Regions from separate parts of the Mus musculus genome. Here regions 1 and 2 are each linked to region 3. Evidence: chromatin contacts called from public Micro-C and promoter capture Hi-C data. All regions are on one chromosome and are shown on one strand. The core of a region is the stretch at or near the end of the contact, and the rest is flanking DNA. Distances in the headings are between cores, read along the strand shown. Region 1 holds the start of Foxl2os (forkhead box L2, opposite strand). Region 2 holds the start of Sox14 (SRY (sex determining region Y)-box 14). Region 3 holds the start of Eomes (eomesodermin).

The links. Promoter capture Hi-C pulls out the DNA fragments that hold promoters and counts their contacts. A called contact is a pair of places that touch in the nucleus more often than the background predicts.
Region 1: a promoter capture Hi-C map of embryonic stem cells shows a contact between it and region 3, with 7 read pairs. The contact joins the promoter of Foxl2os here to the promoter of Eomes in region 3. A contact is called at or near these places in 4 of 39 promoter capture datasets (cranial neural crest, embryonic stem cells and hippocampal neurons) and 3 of 484 Hi-C or Micro-C datasets (all in embryonic stem cells).
Region 2: a Micro-C map of embryonic stem cells shows a contact between it and region 3, with 29 times the contacts expected there. The contact joins the promoter of Sox14 here to the promoter of Eomes in region 3. A contact is called at or near these places in 2 of 39 promoter capture datasets (cranial neural crest and embryonic stem cells), 3 of 484 Hi-C or Micro-C datasets (all in embryonic stem cells) and 1 of 115 datasets of contacts at active chromatin or transcription factors (embryonic stem cells).

What each region holds. Positions count from the first base shown.
Region 1 is chr9:98,953,447-98,956,721 of GRCm38.p6, forward strand. It overlaps Foxl2os (forkhead box L2, opposite strand), which reads right to left and starts at 1,864. Exons shown (of 8, transcript NR_003248.3): 1 at 959-1,864; 2 at 758-788; 3 at 582-672; 4 at 159-411. It overlaps Foxl2 (forkhead box L2), which reads left to right and starts at 2,161. Exons shown (of 1, transcript NM_012020.2): 1 at 2,161-3,275. The coding sequence starts at 2,215.
Region 2 is chr9:99,874,672-99,877,980 of GRCm38.p6, forward strand. It overlaps Sox14 (SRY (sex determining region Y)-box 14), which reads right to left and starts at 1,499. Exons shown (of 1, transcript NM_011440.1): 1 at 1-1,499. The coding sequence starts at 1,013. The coding sequence ends at 291.
Region 3 is chr9:118,476,120-118,479,498 of GRCm38.p6, forward strand. Eomes (eomesodermin) reads left to right here and starts at 2,070. Exons shown (of 6, transcript NM_010136.3): 1 at 2,070-3,379. The coding sequence starts at 2,541. It overlaps Gm33408 (a long non-coding RNA gene), which reads right to left and starts at 2,529. Exons shown (of 5, transcript XR_871338.1): 1 at 2,441-2,529.

The DNA of each region.
Region 1 (3,275 bases), core at 614-3,113, about 20 Mb before region 3:
ATGCTCAGAAAACAGACAAGTATTGAAGAAGTGCTGTTTGTCTCTTGAGTGTGCTCAGGGCGGTGAGGGATAGCTTAGAAAAACATGGAGGCTACTTGGGGATACTGTCAATAAGGGCTAGATGTGGGTATTTCTCAGAGAAATTTAGAGAAGCCTACCTCCCTTGTATCCTGGTGGTTAGGCCGGGTTTGCCTGGCTGACCTCTCTGTAGTCATCTTTGAGATGTTGGACTACACACACACACACACACACACACACACACACACACACACACACACAGAGTCCTCCTTTCCCTTCATCTCAAAGTGGGAAGCACAAGCACACACTGTAGATAAATGGTCTTCGGACCGCTGGAGCCACTGGCCAGTGTGGGCTCGTGGCATTCTGGAGAACTCTTAAAGTCCAAGCAACCTGAAAGAAAGAGGTAGAAACAGGCACTGGGATAGCCACCTAGATGTGTGACTGGCACACATCATTCATTCAGACCATTATCCTTCACAACGTGTCTGATCACTCTTCCTCAGCCTCTCTCACACTTCCAAGACTGCAAACCTGTGTTAAGGCTGAGTGACAGGGCACACCTGATGTTGTGCTGGCACGGAAGGAATTCCTCTAAGTCCGTTTTCTATTTTCGGAGATGTAACTGGATCCCCACCAGACTTCGGCTATTATCTTAAAAACAAGGGGAAAGACTACTGTCCATTCGTGACTGGGACGCGAGAAAGCGCCTCCCCAGCCTGTGGTTTTCCTTCCTTACCTATGCTGGAAGGAGAAGATGCAGGTAACGGCTGTAAGGGTAGGAAGGACAAAGGAAGACAGGAAAAAAAAAAAAAAAAGAGGTTGTATCCACGAACCATGTTCATGGATACAACCATGTACTCTGGTGCTTGATTCATACACCTCACTAAGCAAAAATAAGCAAATACAAGTCTCACACATTGTACATATATAAGCATACCTGGGTTTCTGAACAGCACACTTGCGCAGTATCACGTGTGTCTTTAAGAACAGATTTTTGCCCCGTGCCTTCCACGCGTGACACTTGTGCACGCAACAGTCCCCAAAGCCCCTCAGCAACATCCTCGTCTGTGTCCAAGCCAGAGTACAAGGGATACCACTTGATCTTTAAAACACACACCCAAATTGTGGGATTGCAAGGCGAGTTCCAAGGAGAAAGCTGGTCCCTACATCCACCTCAGCACAGAGAAGCGAAACGTCCGATGCCAGTGAGCGGTACTCCTGGGTGTCTCTTCCCAGCGATCCTCTCCCCAGCCTCAATTGGGCTCAGAGAGCTCGAGGGACAGAGCAGGCCGAAGCTTCTGCCTTCCGTGACACGAGCTCTGAGCTGGTTTACCTCCAGCTGCCGCAAAGTTCGGCCACTCCACCCCGGTCCGGCCCCCTTGCCATCTCGCCCCTCCCTAAGCCTCAAAGCTAGAAGTCTAGCCCCAGCACAGCCCGAAGCACAGAGCAAAGGGTTTTGTTTTCTTTCACCTGAAAGCTGCCCAGAGGCTTGGATCACCTCTCCTCGCTGGGGTCAGCATTCCCGGGGCACTGGCAGGGCGCAGCGAGCCCCAACCAGGGCTTTTCGGCGAAGCAAACACCCGCAGATTTTCAAGACTCGTAAGAGCGTGAGGCAGGCTGTTGGCTGGGCCCGGGAGGCTCCGGAGGCTCGGGAAGGCCGGTCCAAGTTCTGCCGGCCGTTTAAAAAAAAAAGGAGACTTAGAGATGAACTCGCCCGTGCGCTGCTGGCTGCCCCGCTATAGGGGCGAAGGCCCCTGACGCAAGCGGAACTCTGCGGAGCCCATACGAATCAGAACGGAGCGAGGCTCCTGGCGCACTAGGGACTCCAGGAGGCGGCTGCGCCAGAGACGCGGGTCGCGCCTCGGGGAAACCGGGCGGTGGGGGGAGGGGAGAGCTCAGCCAAGAAAACCCACCGAGGCGGGGACTGGCCTGGGCGGGGAGGGGCGGCGGGGCCGGAGCCCCTCGCTGTTGGGCAGACTCCCGATGGCCAGAGGCTGACTTCCACTCCCGCAGACCGCTCCCCGGGGGGAAAAGAGAAGAGAGTGAGAGCCGCGCGAGGCCTCCGGTCCCCGCAGCCTGCAGAAGTTAGAGGCTCTGCGCCGAGCGCACACTCCTGCGCCCGCCTGCAAGGCGAGCCTGCACCAGGAGAGCACAGCCTCCGGGCTGCCCGGCCGCGGAGAGCCGGCTTTTGTCATGATGGCCAGCTACCCCGAGCCCGAAGACACGGCGGGGACCCTGCTGGCTCCGGAGAGCGGACGCGCAGTCAAAGAGGCCGAGGCGTCGCCGCCGAGTCCCGGCAAGGGAGGCGGGACAACACCGGAGAAACCAGACCCCGCGCAGAAGCCCCCGTACTCGTACGTGGCGCTCATCGCCATGGCGATCCGCGAGAGCGCCGAGAAGAGGCTCACTCTGTCCGGCATCTACCAGTACATCATAGCCAAGTTCCCGTTCTACGAGAAGAACAAGAAGGGCTGGCAGAATAGCATCCGCCACAACCTCAGCCTCAACGAGTGCTTCATCAAGGTGCCGCGCGAGGGCGGCGGCGAGCGCAAGGGCAACTACTGGACGCTCGACCCGGCCTGCGAGGACATGTTCGAGAAGGGCAACTACCGGCGCCGCCGCCGCATGAAGCGGCCCTTCCGGCCGCCGCCCGCTCACTTCCAGCCCGGCAAGGGGCTCTTCGGGAGCGGAGGAGCGGCGGGTGGCTGCGGCGTGCCCGGAGCTGGGGCCGATGGCTATGGCTACCTGGCGCCACCCAAGTACCTGCAATCGGGGTTCCTCAACAACTCCTGGCCCCTGCCGCAGCCTCCCTCGCCCATGCCCTACGCCTCCTGCCAGATGGCGGCGGCTGCGGCGGCCGCTGCTGCAGCCGCTGCAGCCGCCGGCCCGGGCAGCCCCGGTGCAGCCGCGGTGGTCAAGGGGCTGGCGGGCCCCGCCGCCTCCTACGGGCCGTACTCGCGCGTGCAGAGCATGGCGCTGCCTCCGGGCGTCGTGAACTCCTACAACGGCCTGGGGGGCCCTCCTGCCGCACCACCGCCGCCGCCACCGCCGCCGCACCCTCACCCGCACCCTCACGCACATCATCTGCACGCGGCCGCTGCGCCCCCGCCAGCCCCGCCACACCACGGGGCTGCCGCGCCTCCCCCGGGTCAGCTCAGTCCCGCCAGCCCGGCCACCGCCGCGCCCCCGGCACCCGCGCCCACGAGCGCGCCCGGCCTGCAGTTCGCCTGCGCCCGGCAACCCGAGCTCGCCAT
Region 2 (3,309 bases), core at 249-2,748, about 19 Mb before region 3:
TTTTTTTTTGTCCAAAGGGGGTACAGTCGAGACTTGCTTTGGGAGAGTCGGGAGAGGGGAAGAAGATGTGTAGCTTTCTAAATGTTTGCAAATTTCTGGCACCAGTCTGTGCCTTGGGTCCAGGATGATGGCCCTTCCCTTCCCCCCTGGAAGAGAGAGGCAGAGTCTGGGGTGGGCAAGGGGCAGCGGCAGGCCTGACCCAGAGGCATCTGCGGGCCAGACTAGGTGCAAAGGAAAGGATTCAGATCTCTGCTTCCACGCTACCCATCAGGTCCGGGCCAAGCTTGGGGTTACATGGCCGTAGCGTGGGCTGACGAATAAGGGTCTATGCCAGTCTTGGTCATGCCTGGGAAGAGGATGTAGGCGACAGGGGGCTGCAGGGTGGAGGCAGACCAGGCGGTACAGTTACAGGGCACCACGTAGCCCGGGTTGGTGGGGGACGGGTGCGTGTGCGTGTGCTGGCTGGGGCAGCTGAGACTGCCGAAGGCGCCGTTCTGATAGCCCAGGGTGGACGCGTAGGGCAGCGCGCTGGTGGCCAACGTGTGGGGCACTTCACCCATCTTCTGGATGGCACTGGAACTAAATTGCGCAGGGTCCAGCAGGGAGTAAGGTGCCGAGGCAGGCGGCAAGAAGGCCCGGGCTTTCTCGGGCGCGCTCAGGAGGCCGTCGGAAGCCCCCACGGGCAGGCCGGCCGCCTTGAGCGGGTCCGTGTCGCCCAGGTAGGGCAGGGGGAAGACATACCTGTCCTTCTTGAGCAGGTTCTTCGGCTTGCGCCGCGGCCGGTACTTGTAGTCAGGGTGCTCCTTCATGTGTTGGGCGCGCAGCCTTTTGGCTTCATCGATGTAAGGCCGCTTCTCTGCCTCGGACAGGAGCTTCCATTCGGCGCCCAGGCGTTTGCTGATCTCCGAGTTGTGCATCTTGGGATTTTCCTGGGCCATCTTGCGCCGCTGGCCCCGGGACCATACCATGAAGGCATTCATGGGCCGCTTGATGTGGTCTGAAGGTTTGGACATGGTCCCGGCGAGGCGGGCGGGGGCGGGGAATGCAGGGGCTCTGCGGGCGAGCCTGGGCGCGGTTGGCCGTCTGTCTTTCTGTCCGTCCTGAGCCCGGGACTCTGAACTCCCCTCGTCTCGGAGCCGCAGAGGGGAAATCAGAGAGAAGAGCTGACCCTGCAAAGTTTTCAACTGATCATGCCAGTCCCAGCCCCCAGGCAGCCCCCAGGGGGCCGAAGGGTAGGAAGGGCAGCGGGGATGAGAGGGCGCTCGGCCTGGAGTCTGTGGGCACCAGAGATTGGGGCCCAAGTACCAGAGTCTTGGGATTAAGTGGCTAGGTAATTTTCTGGCAAGGGCAGGAGATTCCTCCTTCGCTCCCTCTTCACCTTCGCCTTCTCTCCTTCCCGTCTCTCCCCTGGCTTCTCTGGCCGTGGCTCCCCCCCTCCCGTGGTTTCCGGGCGCTGCTTTGCCTAGCACTGCACCTGGCCGAGAATGCGGGGAGGCTGGTGAACTGCAGCCAAAAGCGGCGAAGTTCAAAGGCGAGGTGGGCCGGGACCGCACGCACTCTGACATAAGCGCGGGGCGGCGACTCCCCAACCTGGGCTCCAATCAGCAGCAGGGAAGGCGAGGGGGCGCACCTGCCAACTCGCGAGTAGTGGAAACCCGGAGCGTCCCTGATGGGGGCGGGGAGAGGTATGAGGGACAGAGAGACCGCCACCGCGAACAGAGCGGCTTGATAGCTCAGGATTCGGGGCGGGGGTTCACATTGTCTCTGGCACTGTCAAAAAATTAAAACTCTTCGTGACCCCTGTTTTTCTTCCCCAGTTGTTCAAAGGAGAACCGGTGCTTCTAATAATATAAAGACCCAGGAAGCTGTCAGCCAAGCCAGCAAGCCCAGAGCTCACGTAGATAAATAGGACAGTCCCGTCACCAAATGGGAAGACAGCACCCTCTACCCCCACCCCGCCCCCAACAACACACACTTGTCAAAGATCCTTGGGAGAGGAAAAGAATATATCAAACTCAGGCCAAAACCAAAATAAACTTTTCGCGCCAGAACATCTACGGTGCTTTGGTATCATTCTCCCAGGTTGGCTTTAGGCGGCGCCTCCACCTGTAATCCAGGACGCTCTGCGGAGCAGTTCTGGGTCCCTGGGGGTCGGAGCCAAGAGCTTTGAGCCGAGACCAGGATGCTTCATGCGGGCTTCGCAGAGGTTTAGAGTCCTGATTGGCAAGCCCTTAACACTCTTCACTTTGGGGGCCCTTGCCACTAGGACTCTTCACTTTGAGGGTTGAGTGTGGTAGGCAGAGGTCCATCCTGATTCTTATTCACCTATGTTATTATTATTAGGCGATTTAAAACTCGAAGCTTCCCTCAACGTCCAAACTGCAAGGGCAGAGGGAAGGCGGGGCTTGGGGACCTTCCTGGTCTCTCTTCTGCGCCTGCAGCGTGGAGCCTCAGGCTGTACCCTCTTAGCTAGGGTCAATTTTTCTCAGGGTGCCTTTTCCCACCCAGTGAGGATGGGGGCTCGTTTCTCGAGTCAGATGAGCATTCTTCGGGTAAAGAGGACGAAATAACCCGCCGAGCCAACCTGCGAGCCTGTTTTCTTTGAATAATTGCCTGGCCGATGCGAAATGCCCTTGGGGGAAATATTTATTAAATGGAAACCATTGTCCCGGGTCCTGAAGGACTGGAGTGTGTTCCAGACTTATTGGCTTTTGCGCTAGCCAGTCTCTCCCGGGAGGAGGACAGGCCGAAATGCCCACGGCGCAGTCGGCTACCAGAAGCTGCGAGTGGGGGTAGGTGGGCGGCAAGAAGGGAGGGCCTTTTTTTTTAATGTAGTGTGTTGTGTTTGAAGGAGAGAATTTATTTCCGCTTCCTATGATTGCAAAAACGTGGGGGCGGGGGGGGGGCGGGAAATCGGTCAGCTTTAGGGCTGTTCTTAACAGTGTTGGATGTTATTCCCATTTCACAGATGAGGAATAATTTCCGGGAGAACTGATCTTCATTCTGATTTATTTAGAGGCAGCTGGAGCCCCTACTTTCTGAGAAAACTTTCACCTCTACCTGGGGAGGCTACCTTCCTATTGTAAAGCAGATACACAACATTTGAATTCCTCCAAAGGTGGCCCTTCACTCTCAGCTTCTCTCCTTTCTACCTCTCTCCTTCCCTCCCGTCCCCTTCTCTCTCCTCACCTCTCCCTTCTCTTCTTTCCGCTCCCCCCTGGCCCCCACCTCCCTAGAGATTACTAAAGCAGAAGTACCGTTCTGCGAACTTCCAGGAGAATTTCAACATTTAGAAGCCAACTCCTGCTT
Region 3 (3,379 bases), core at 820-3,319:
ACTGAGGTGGGGTTCCAGGAATCCGTTCAAATTCTAGTTACACAGATTGAATTACACCGAGTTAATAATTTGATGGCACTAGAAACGAACCTATGCGCCTTCCTTCATGAGCTTGCTCTAGGGGTAGGATAGAATGAACCCGATTCTGATGTGGTTAGGGAGACAGCTGGTCTGAGTTACTTGCGCCAGAGTGGGTCTGAACGGTGCCCGTTGCCTGTGTGGCACTGTGCCACGCCAGCGTTTCCCCGGTCTCTTCAAAGTATTTTGAAGGGACCTTACTTCTGGCTGTGTTATAATACAAAACTGACATATAACTTCAGTCACCCCATCTGCAGATAACGTGAGATTCAGTCTCACACCTACATCTCCCTCAGACATCCTGCAGCTCAGGGCCAGGCTAACGAAGACTCCAGGTTGAGTCCCCAGCGCAGTGAGGCCCTTTTCTTGGAACTCGCATCCCCCTTGTGGAATCCTCACGTTCAATATCTCGCACCCTTTGAGGGGAATAAAAATTAATCCCAAAGGCTTCGCTGCATCAAAACAAAACAAAAACATGCGGGACGGAGCCCGAGACCAAATCGGAGCTGGGATCTCTGGACTGATCGCGCAGGATGTCAGCCCGAGTTCTCTGAGCCAAAATTGACAAGGTTGTTGTTCCAAAACACTTGAAAAGCTTTGCGAGCGCCCAAGACCCACTACGCTATTCTATCAAAACCCCACACAGCATCCAAGTCCATGAAGGATCGCTCCACTCCCTAACACGGGCGTGCCCACGTTCGTGATTCGCGGGGTTTGGACCCAGGTTGGAAAGCTTCGCGCGGATCTGCTGCTGGCGTCTGAGCGCTTAGCAGATCCCGCGGCCACCTCATCTGTTCTCGGCAAAAGTTTCCCGTGTGATCGCATTGGGTTGGGGGAAGCAGAGTCCCTACATCTCGACCGGAAAATGCGCTCCTGGAGCGACTACTGCAGGCGTCCGTAATTGCTTATTAGAGGAGAATGTACAGGCTTCTCATCGTCAACGAAACGTGTTCCCCCTTCTGTAATAATAAAACAATAAAATATGACGGCCCCGTCCTTGACTGTTTGCGGAAACGCAGGGGGGAAAAACAGGCAGCTGGAGCAAAGGAGCTTAATTCAATATCAAACTGATTATTTCACTAATTATTCTGCCTTCTGTATTGTGCCGCAGAGAGGCGCAGGGAATCTTAACTGCACAGCTGCTAGGGAACCTTTGTGTCTTAGTGTCAGTCCCCACCAAAGATGTTGGCGAAAGCGGGGGCTGGGGGAGGTAGGAAACATCCAGTGTTTAGAAAAAACCGAGCAGAGGGAATTCTGAGTAATGAAAGTGACGGCCTCGGGGAAGCCGGTGTTTTAGCGCGGTTGTAATACTGAGTGTTTGGTTCGTCCGGTCAGGCTCATGTTGGGTCTTCAGAAGCCCACTTCAGAAGCTAGAAGCTGGAGTCTCTGATTCAGACGCGGAATCCTTTTGCCATCTCTGGAATCCCAAAAACTGAACGCGAGGTTTCTCTCCACCAAGTCTTTACGCTAAAAGATGGGACAGGACAAAAAGCGGTTCCTGTGTGCTGAAGGCCAGGAAGTCAGAAGGAGGGTGTGCGCAGAGACTTCGGGTCGCTCTCCAGCCCTCCCCTAGATTTGCACCCCCGGGGACCTGAGCCTTCCTGCGAGCAGGGAGCTTGTAAAGACGCCTTCACGGGCCTCTGGGACCTGCCAAACTAGACCCGAACTCAGGAATGATTCCTATGCCGTGGGTAGACCATGTTCGCAGACTTCAAACCCGTTTCTCCGGCGCCATAGAGCCACCGGGTACACCAGGATTGATTCTCAGTGGGATATAGTTCTCCCAAAGACGCTTAAAGAAACACCAAACCAGCAATAACAGCCAAATAAGCTAAGAGAAAATGAAACTCGCAGGCGACCCGATCCAATTAATAAATACTTAATTGAATTAGTGTCACCTCTAACAGCCAATAGCAAAGTCCCCTAGCCATGGGGCTGCGAAGCCCCTCCCTGGCCGCACATATATAAGCAGCCAACCACCGCTCACAAGTTTCCAAGCGGTCAAGTATGCCTAGAGTTTAGCAGAGCCAGCCGAGAGGAAATGGCTGGTTGCTAAATGGGAACTCAGAGCTAAGTCCTCTTCTTCCTTAGTGTGAGTGTAGGGGTCCTGAGAGGTTAGACAAGGAGGGAAGGAAGAAAAGAAGGAAGGAAGGAAGGAAGGAAGGAAGGAAGGAAGGAAGGAAGGAAGGAAGGAAGGAGAGAGACACCTACAACCCGGGGTTTGTTTTCTTGCGGAAGGAAAGGGGCACCTACAATCCCGAGTTTGTTCCCTTGAGGGAAGGACGCTAAATTGGGCGCGCGCTGAAGCCGCCCCGCAGGTCCGCAGGTGGGTAGCCTAGGCGAGGGAGGAAGGGGACATTACCTTCCCCTCGGAAGAGGGCGCTGGCTCCCCCAACTGGCCTTTATAACCAGGCCGCGGGAGGCGAGGAGGCAGCCGGTTGCCGTCTGCGATTCGCTAAAGCATGCAGTTGGGAGAGCAGCTCCTGGTGAGCTCGGTGAACCTGCCCGGCGCGCACTTCTACTCGCTGGAGAGTGCTCGCGGAGGAGGAGGAGGAGGAGGCGGAGGAGGAGGGGGAGGCGGAGGGAGCGTCAGCCTCCTCCCCGGTGCTGCCCCCTCGCCCCAGAGGCTGGACTTAGACAAAGCGTCCAAGAAGTTTCCGGGCAGTCTCCCGTGCCAGGCGGGGAGCGCAGAACCCGCAGGCGCCGGCGCGGGGGCCCCCGCGGCCATGCTCAGTGACGCGGACGCTGGGGACACCTTCGGGAGCACCTCGGCGGTGGCCAAGCCCGGGCCCCCGGACGGCCGCAAGGGCTCCCCGTGCGCGGAGGAGGAGCTGCCCTCCGCCGCCACCGCCGCGGCCACCGCGCGCTACTCCATGGACAGCCTGAGCTCCGAGCGCTACTACCTCCCGTCGCCGGGACCGCAGGGCTCCGAGCTCGCCGCGCCCTGCTCGCTCTTCCAGTACCCGGCGGCGGCCGGAGCAGCCCACGGACCCGTGTACCCCGCGTCCAATGGCGCGCGCTACCCCTACGGCTCCATGCTGCCCCCCGGTGGATTCCCCGCCGCCGTGTGCCCGCCCGCGAGGGCGCAGTTCGGCCCCGCTGCGGGTTCGGGGAGCGGCGCTGGTAGCAGCGGCGGTGGTGCCGGCGGTCCTGGCGCCTATCCCTACGGCCAGGGTTCTCCGCTCTACGGGCCATACGCCGGAACCTCAGCGGCCGGGTCTTGTGGAGGATTGGGGGGCCTAGGGGTGCCTGGCTCCGGCTTCCGCGCCCACGTCTACCTGTGCAACCGGCCCCTATGGCT